Regions from separate parts of the Mus musculus genome. Here all the other regions are linked to region 3. The links are chromatin contacts, called in public HiChIP or PLAC-seq and Micro-C maps. All regions are on one chromosome and are shown on one strand. The core of a region is the stretch at or near the end of the contact, and the rest is flanking DNA. Distances in the headings are between cores, read along the strand shown.

Evidence for each region. Hi-C and Micro-C count contacts between places; a contact is called where the count stands out from the background. HiChIP or PLAC-seq counts read pairs in DNA pulled down with a chosen protein or histone mark.
Region 1: an H3K4me3 HiChIP or PLAC-seq map of forebrain shows a contact between it and region 3, with 8 times the contacts expected there. The contact joins the enhancer-like site here to the promoter of Kmt2c in region 3. A contact is called at or near these places in 2 of 39 promoter capture datasets (3T3-L1-derived adipocytes and maxillary cranial neural crest), 1 of 484 Hi-C or Micro-C datasets (cerebral cortex) and 9 of 115 datasets of contacts at active chromatin or transcription factors (the 230-238 cell line, DN3 thymocytes, astrocytes and 5 more).
Region 2: a Micro-C map of embryonic stem cells shows a contact between it and region 3, with 4 times the contacts expected there. The contact joins the promoter of Prkag2 here to the promoter of Kmt2c in region 3. A contact is called at or near these places in 6 of 484 Hi-C or Micro-C datasets (embryonic stem cells, erythroblasts, granulosa cells and 1 more), 2 of 115 datasets of contacts at active chromatin or transcription factors (large pre-B cells and microglia) and 1 of 9 other capture datasets (adipose tissue).

Annotation. Positions count from the first base shown.
Region 1 is chr5:25,800,632-25,803,331 of GRCm38.p6, forward strand. All of the region lies in intron 2 of Actr3b (ARP3 actin-related protein 3B), which reads left to right. Among named protein-coding and RNA genes, the nearest start is that of Gm42237, 30 kb to the left of the region's middle. Within about 2 kb of position 1,305, at least 16 of the 459 cell types and tissues checked have an H3K27ac peak or open chromatin away from gene starts, as enhancers often do. A contact at or near this core is called in cerebral cortex and forebrain, where this site is marked.
Region 2 is chr5:25,099,308-25,102,007 of GRCm38.p6, forward strand. Prkag2 (protein kinase, AMP-activated, gamma 2 non-catalytic subunit) reads right to left here and starts at 1,335. Exons shown (of 16, transcript NM_145401.2): 1 at 704-1,335. The coding sequence starts at 817. Gm42232 (a long non-coding RNA gene) reads right to left here and starts at 696. Exons shown (of 2, transcript XR_880887.2): 1 at 546-696. It overlaps 2900005J15Rik (RIKEN cDNA 2900005J15 gene), which reads left to right and starts at 1,668. Exons shown (of 1, transcript NR_027851.1): 1 at 1,668-2,700.
Region 3 is chr5:25,497,463-25,500,162 of GRCm38.p6, forward strand. Kmt2c (lysine (K)-specific methyltransferase 2C) reads right to left here and starts at 1,321. Exons shown (of 59, transcript NM_001081383.2): 1 at 928-1,321. The coding sequence starts at 1,088. 4831440E17Rik (RIKEN cDNA 4831440E17 gene) reads left to right here and starts at 2,335. Exons shown (of 1, transcript NR_030700.1): 1 at 2,335-2,700.

The DNA.
Region 1 (2,700 bases), core at 55-2,554, 300 kb after region 3:
TTCATCTTCCATCTTTCCCCGTCTCCTGTGTCACTCCCTGTCTTTGCAACTCTTAGCTTTGCCTCCCCTTTCCCTGTTCAATCCCAGGCTTCTTGTTGTATTAATATTTAAAATAATTGGACAGGGAAAATTCTGCTACATAGGGGTGTTTTGCCTGCATGTATATCTATCCATCATGTGTGTGTGGTGCCTGCAGAGGTCAGAAGAGGGCATTGGATTCTCTGGGACTGGAGTTACAGATGGTTTCTCAATTACAGAGCCATCCTTTCATCCTCATCTTTTTATTTTGTAGTTTATGTGTGTGTGTTTGTGTGCACGTGGGTTTGTGCACTCGTGAGTGCAGAGCCCTGCACAGTCCAGAAGAGGATATCGAGTCCCTTGGAACTGGATTTATAGGCAGTGCTGAGCCACCTGAGATGGATACTGAGAGACAAATTCAAACCCTCTGCAAGAGTGGTGTGTGCTCTGAACCACTGGGCATCTCTCCAGCCCCAAACCACGGTACTGTTGGCTGCAGTTCTTATGGGAGAGCCTTGCCAGAAACACAGTTGAAGACGCTAGGGCAGACGTGTGGGTGTTGAGGTAGGTGCAGGCCTCAGTCACCCTGGACCACTCACTCACCCAGTGCTTGCTTTTGTGCTGAGAGGTTTCTGTTTGCAGAGGTCTCATTTACAAGACTGGTTTGAGGATGTGTGTGCTGAAGTGGCTTCAGGAGAGATGGATCTGGAGCTGGCCTGGCTTGCACCAGACTCATATTCCATAGTGCAGGAGAGAGAAAAAGAGGAAGAAGGGAGGATAGGTAAGAAGAGTGGAGAGAGGGAGGGAGGGAGGGAGGGAGGGAGGGAGGGAGGGAGGGAGGGAGGGAGGGCAGGCAGGCATCAGGGCTGAAGCAAGCCTGTGATCCAAGGGGCTACAGGCTGGATGTGGACATGGAGAGGTGGAAGCTGAGCCCCATGCAGCCTGGCAGGAGATGGGATTGAGGTCTGGGGAATAGTCATGTGATAGACTGCATTGTCTTCCTAGGGATCCTCAATTTGACATCAGGAATGCTTACAGGGTCCTGAGGGCTTCCATCAGGGCCTGGCTACTGGAACTGTACTATCAGTAAATCTGTCCAGGCCTCACTTGTGTCTGTCTGTTGAAGATTTTGTGTAGTCTTGGCCTCATTGTTTGAAGGTTTTTTGTTTTTTGTTTTTTTCCTATTTTTGCTTTGAGGATGTTGTGCAAGGCTTAGGCTGAGGAGAGTGGGGTGAGCATAGCAGTAAAGAGAGAGGGCAGTGAACAGCACTGTGAATAGGGCGGGGTGGAGGGGGCGAGTTCCCTGTGCTCACTGCATCCTGGGGAGTTGCCAACAGCTCAGACTAGGTGCCTTCTCGGATGAGGGCTTGCCAGCAGAGGGGCCTGAGGTAGCATTTGCTGCTGTTCTTTCTTGAGCTGGATCTTACTGTGTAGCCCTGGCCGGCCTGGACCTCTCCATGCCTCTAACTCACATAGCTTTACCTGCCTCTGCTCTCCTGATGCCGAGATTAAAGATGTGGACCCTTACTCCTGGCCTGTTATTTCTAATTAAATGAAATTAAATATAGCCTTAATATTTTGGCTTGGTTAATTAAATGCAAGAGAAAATACAGGAAAGCTCCCGGACCCCACCCACAAATGCACACATACAGTCAGGTGCTCCTTAAGGAAGTGCTGGCCAGCGCTGGCCTGGACGGGACACAGGCTTTGGAATGTTTTAGTTGGTGTAAGTGAACTTGCTTGCTATGCTGTCACCTGAAGTGAGGTTCTCAGATGACAGCTGTCTGTGATGACACCTTTCGGGCTCAGTCTCAGCCCCTCCTTCCTGTTCCTTCCTCTGGTGGATATTTTCTGCCTAGATTCTAGTGTTATGTTTCATCGTTATGTCCTATGTATAAAGGTCCACTGTGCTGTGAATTTTAAAAGCAATTTTGTTCAACGTTTCAACATTATCTTAAAAAAACCTCTTCAGTGTTGTCTTTAGTTTCTATAACTGCTAATGTATGCAGTTCTGAAGCCAAGTCTAGTGAGACTATAAAACTTCGTCTCCTTTTGTAGACTCCTCTTGCTTCAGCCTCCCCGTGCTGGGATTGCAGACATAGGTTATTACATCCAGCTAACATTTTAGCAACACAAATATTTTCCAGTTTTTCTATTTTACAGAACGGGTGCCCTTGCTCACCTGCCCGAGCAGGGATCCAAGCTGCTCTGGTTGTGTGGCTGCTCTGCTGCCGGCTTCTCAGGAATCCAGTTTTGGTCTCTGCCTACTGGCAACTCCAGCGAATGTAAAGTTACCTGGCTTTTAGAATTTGATTTCTGTGCTTAGTGGTAAACCTGAGCACCATTCCTTAGCTGTTCATGCTTTTTTCCATTTTTAAAATTGCATTTTTGGTAAGTTTTGTGTTGTGGGGACACTAGGCATCATGTACTGATTTGTTACAGCTATTATTCCTATTTTTGTGACTATTTGTTTATCTTTGTGATGTTTGTGTGTACTAACCACTGAGCTACATTCCTAGTGCACTGTGACATTTTTAAAGTGTGAAATTTTAGATTTTGATAGAGTCAAACATTGCAATATTTTTCAGCTCATAATGTTGCTATTTTTTAAAGTGCACTCCAATTCCAAAGGAATTGTGTATTTTCTGAGTTAAGTTTTGAATACGTGTGAAAGATAGCTAG
Region 2 (2,700 bases), core at 85-2,584, 400 kb before region 3:
GAGCAAGCTATTCTGCATGCTGCTCCCTCCGGCTGTTTAAGTCAATGTCACCAGAGTCCAACCAAGGTGGCAGGGTATTCTGGGCTGAAGTTAGCAATAGCCCTGTATAGTAAGCCGAGAAAACCTCAAGCCCCCAAATTCCACGAGGCACAAAATATTCCTGGAGTCAAACCACGGGAATCACTGCAAAGGGCTCCAGCCGCGACTCACATGCATCCTGAAATTGGTGTGGAGGGAGAGCTATTTGGGGGTGCTGCCTCACCGTGGCACCCCGCGATATTCCCACCCACCACTCCTTTCCTCAGTCCCCGGTGGCGGCGGCGGCTCCTCAACTCACGCTTCCCCGCACTTCACAAGAGGTCCTTTTCAACAAAACAACACAACTCACCACCCCCCTCCCCAGCACCCGCACCGGCCCGATCCAGGGCTACGCCCAGTCCGCCACCAGGCTTTGCGCACCCGGGAGCGCGCTTCTCGTACTCGCTTCCCAGCAGACACCCTTGCCTCTGTCCTAGACAATCCCATAGCTCCACTATAGTACGGACCAAGATCCAATCTCGGGCTCTGCGGCCCAGCTTGGGCCCTGCCCCTCCCCCTCCCCAGCCTCCCGAAGGGACAGGAGGGACAGGACGGCGCGCGCAGAGTGTCCCTTGTTAACCGCCTAGGCGCCGCGGGAGTCTGGAGCTCCAGGGATGGGACTCACCGGAATGTGCACTCGCAGTGACCGCCTCTTCAGGCTAGGGTTCTTTTTGCCACTGCTCCCGCCCGGGCTGGAAACCTCTTTCTTCTTCTTGGTGTCCATGGCTGCGCTTCCCATAACTTTAGCTAGAAGTTAATTCCGGTGCCTCGTCCCCGGGGTTCGGTCCCCTCGCTGCCTCCCAGGACTGCTGCCGTTACACTGGAGCCACGCGCTTTTTATGACTGTCCTCCCACCCTGAAAACACCTCGTGGGGACTTCCGCGGGGAGGGCGGGTGGCGCAGGTAACACGCGGGGCTCCACCCGAGGGGCTGGCAGTCCGCGGAATGCCGGGTTGGAGCGTCCTCTTTCTCCTACGGAATCATTGGGTGCAGAGTCTCGGCCCGTGCTACTTTTGGTTACGCGTGGCAGAAGTCTTGTGCTGGGTGATAAAGTTTTCCTCCTTCTGCAAAGCGAAGCAACATTTTCCACCTCTCGGCTCCTCCCACAAATTCCCAGAGGTAGTCGGCCAGGCAGGTGCAATTAACAACAGCAATTTGGAAAACAGCCTTCTCGTGTCTGTGCCTCGATGGAAACGGTGGCCAGAGACACTTGGTAGAGAAATGCATAACCCTGGGCCGCACAATAAAGCGACAGGGAGCCTGGGACCCGGAGGGCCTCCTCTTTGGGCGAGAGGGAGGGCAGAGGGGGAAGAGGAGGTGCAAAGGCGAAGACTCGTCGCAATTGGGCTGGCGCGTGGCCGCAGGAATAAACTGTGGCGGCGGCTGGCTGGGTTCTGCGGGCCGAAGGGCGCGCCCCAGCCCCTAGGGGAGAATAGGGCAGGGCGCCCGCCCCGGGCGGCCTCTGAGCCGCGGCCCCCGGGACCCGGGGAACTGTGGGGGCCGGGTCTGGCACCAACGTAGGCTCTGGGAGCGCTGGGCGGTGGCAGGCGGCGCGCGCGTTGAACAGGAAGTGCGCGGCGTGCGGCGCCACTGTCCCACTCCACGCGGCCCACGCTGCCCCCGGGTGGTCGCCGTGCACTCTCTGTCTCAAGGTAGGCCAGCTCCGGACTCGCCAGGAGCTGATTCTGATCCATCTGGTTTTGCTGTGTCTCTGTTTAGGTCCAGCCCCCGGAAACACACACCCGCAGCCCGACCACGCCACGATTGAAGCCCCGGGTCAAAGTGGTTCGGGTGACCGCACTCGCTTCTCGCAACGCCGCCCCCCTGCGGCGTAGGGAACCCCATCCTGTCCAGAGCGGCCTGTGGCGTGGTGAGTGCAGGCTTTTCTCCACAACTTGGTTCTTTTCAGATTCATCAAAGATTGCGCAACAAACCTTGATCTTTGGCAAAGGCGCTCTGGTCTCAGTAAATGCTGAAGTCCTAAAACCACGAGAGGAAATGGGTGCGTCGGAGCCTGAAACCAGGGCGAACACGCCACGTGCTCCCGGATCTTCAGAGCCACTGGCTGCAGATCTGGTACTGCGGGCTGCTCAGGGCCCTGGTGTTCCTCCCAGGCAGCAGGACCTTGGCTTCTGGTCTGAGTGAGGGGCGTGCTTCCTCTCCTGCTCAGAATTGAATACCGGCTGACCCCAGTGATCACTCCAGCTCTTTGAAGCTAACATCAGCCCACCTGCTCCCTGTAAACAGTAATACACGGACAGTACCTATAGCATAAACGTGATAGGGGTTCCTTTGACGAAGACATGACACGGGTAAGGAGATGGCCTTTACTCCTCTTCCTGCTCTCCCACCGTAGAGGATGTGGTTACCACTTTAAGACCATGATTTAGTAAAGGACCTGTCTGTCCCATGAGAAACCCATTGCTGGGTCCAGCAATCCCCTGGATTTCCACGGTACCAGCCAAGTTCCTGCAAATTAGGTAAAACCCTACAGCTGGGGGGAAGGGGGCGATCCTTGGTTCATCAGGTAAGTTTGTATACATCCTGCTACCACACTTTCAAAACAAGAATGAAGTACACCTCCTCCCCAGAGCCCCCAACCAGTATCCCTAAGCAGCTTCT
Region 3 (2,700 bases), core at 71-2,570:
CCTGCAAGTCCCAGCGCACCCTTCCACCGCCAACAGTTCAATGAGAATATCATACAATGAAATGAGTAAGCAACACACGCCATTCTGCAACTTTGAAAGACGGTCACCAATCTTCCGCAGCACCCCGAAGAGCCACTATTGCTGATCAACTAACTCATTGGCACTAAAACGGTTTCCTTAATTTTCAAGCCAAGTTGCCGAATAACCACTTTTTAAGACAACACTTCTTGCCCAGTTCATCCACCCGGCACAGTCCTCACGGACGCTCAAAAACAATCGAAAGCCATTGCCTGCCCAGCTGGAGTTGAAGTTACTCGTCCAGCGACGTTTAAAGCTGTCTCCCCTAAACAAAGTGCTCTGGGCCGTCAGCGCCGCGGAACCCGGCCGCGTTCCCGAAACTCCGACTCGCCCGCTTACACCTGGGCCCGTGCGATCCCGAGCGCCGGCTGCGGAGCCGGGCGGTGCGGTTCGGGGCGGTGGGGGATGGGGAGGACAGGCTCGAATGGCTTCCTAATGTATCATTAAGAAGCAAAAGCACCGGTCTGGGAGCAAGAAAAGTTAAAGGAGCCGCGAGCTGACAAAGAGCGCCGGCCGCCGCACCCGGACCACCCGGCCGCGGCGTTTGACAGCTCCGTCCCTGGCGCCCACAGCTTTGTGGCTCCGAGAGGCCGGGCCGGCAGCAAGCTGGGCGTGCTCGGCGGGGCGTGTGCGGACGCCGGGCTAGGCCCTGGGGAAGCCGCCGGGCGGTTCTCCCAGAAGCGAGGCCGAACTCCAAAGTAAAGTGCGCGGCGCGGCCGGCGGGACCTGCGCGGGCGCCGCCGAACCGGGCCGCGCCTGGGCCGCCCCGCCCCCACCGGGCCGGGGGCCTGACAGCTCCGGGCCGCGCCGCCGCTGGCCGCCCGCCTGGCTCCCTCGCGCTCAACTTACTTCTTTCTGGCTCTCTGGAAAGGGGAAGCGCCATCTTTGCGAGGCCGGCCCCGAGGTCTTTTGTCTGCGGCTGCGGGGCTCGGGGCCGGGGCTCCGGGCTCCTCGGGGGGTGCTGGCGGCGGCTGCTGCTGCTCCGCGCTCCGGTCCTCCTCCGACGACATCCTAGTCACCAGGAAAGACACATGGATCCCCGTCCTCCTCCTGGGGGGCTCCTCCCGCCGCAGCGGCCGCAGCCGCCGCCGCTGCTGCTGCTCGAGTTGCTCCTCCCCGGCTCAGCCTCTCGCATTTCCCGCAGCCCCGGGAGCAGCAGCAGCAGCAGCAGGTACCGGGAGAGGCGGCAACATGGAGCTAGCAGGACACGCACTCACACACATCGGCGCGGGCGCGCGCACTCGGCGCGCAGGGGCCGGCGGGGGGCGGCGGGCAAGCGGGCGGGGCGGGCGGGGCCGGCCGCGCGGGGCGGGGCGCCGCGGCCAAGGCTGGGGCCGGCGGGGCCGGGCCGGAGGGCGGCGCCGAGCGGGGCGGGGCGGGGCGCGACGCGAGGGGCGCGGGCCGGGGGCGGCCGCAGGGGTCTCCGCCCGGCCCCTCCCCCAGGCCGCCCGCGGCGGGAGGAGAAAGGGCCGCGGAGGGGGGCGGCGGGCCGGGCCGGGCCGGGGCGGGGCCAGCCACCCCTCCCCCGCGCCGTCAGCCCGTCAGGCCCACGCCGCGGCGAAGTTTTGACAGCTGCTCCAGTTGTTGTGGTGGGTTCCGGGGTGGTGCGAGCGCCGGCCCCTCGGTCGCGCGCTGGCGATCGCTCCCTCACACACTGCTCGCTCACGGCGTTCCCTGTGGCTAGCTCCCTCACGCTCGGTTCAACGCACGGCTAGCTCTCGCTCTTCCCTATCGTTTGCCCGCTCTCCGGCCGGCGCTTTGCTGCCTCACGCTCAGGATCGCTCCCTCACGCTAGCTTTCGGCCCCATCAAGCTTGGCTCCCTCACGCTGGGATCCCTCTCGCTCGCTCGCGAACGCTCCCCCACGCCCGCTCTCTCTCTGGGGGCAGCAAAGGAGGAAGTTTTGCGGCTGTGCGTTCACCACACAAACAACACACGCACACGGCAGTGGCCGTCGCGCGAGGCCTGCACCCGGGTCCCCCGGGGCGACCCGCACCACAGACCTCTCAAACTCGCCGCCGGCTCGCCCACACACAGGCGCCTCCCGCCCCCGCCCCCAGCGCGCTGCTGCCACTCACGGGGCTGAGTCCGCGCATGCGCCCCGCGCTACCCGGCCGCCGCCGCTGACCTCACCGCCCCTCCCCCGCCCGCTCTGACGCGGCGGTGGCTGCAACTCGGGCTCTGGCGGGCGCTAAGCTGCGGACCGGGCATCCGGGATCAGGGTCCAGCCCGGCCGGAGGAGGGGGGAGGGATCGATGTAAACACTCCGGAGCGTGCACCCGCGTGCGGTGCGCGCACGTGCGTCCGCGACCCCCTGCGGGCGTGGGCCGCTCCAGGCCTGGCGGAGTCCCACGTAGGCTTCCCTAGTGCGGCGCAACCGTGGCAGGACAACGTTAGATCCTAACTCCAGCTGTAGTTTCTCCGTCCGACGTCATGTTTTAAACACCGTGAGACCGGAGGCTGCCGTACAAAAAACCAAGCGGACAGGTTGAGTGGGAAAAAAATGTCTCTACACCGAGAGAAATGCATCAGCGTGAACGTTGTGTGTGCTCAAGATTTAAAAATGGAAATACTGCTAAGCTGTTTCCCATTAAAAAAAAAAAAACGATTCGTTAAAAATGGG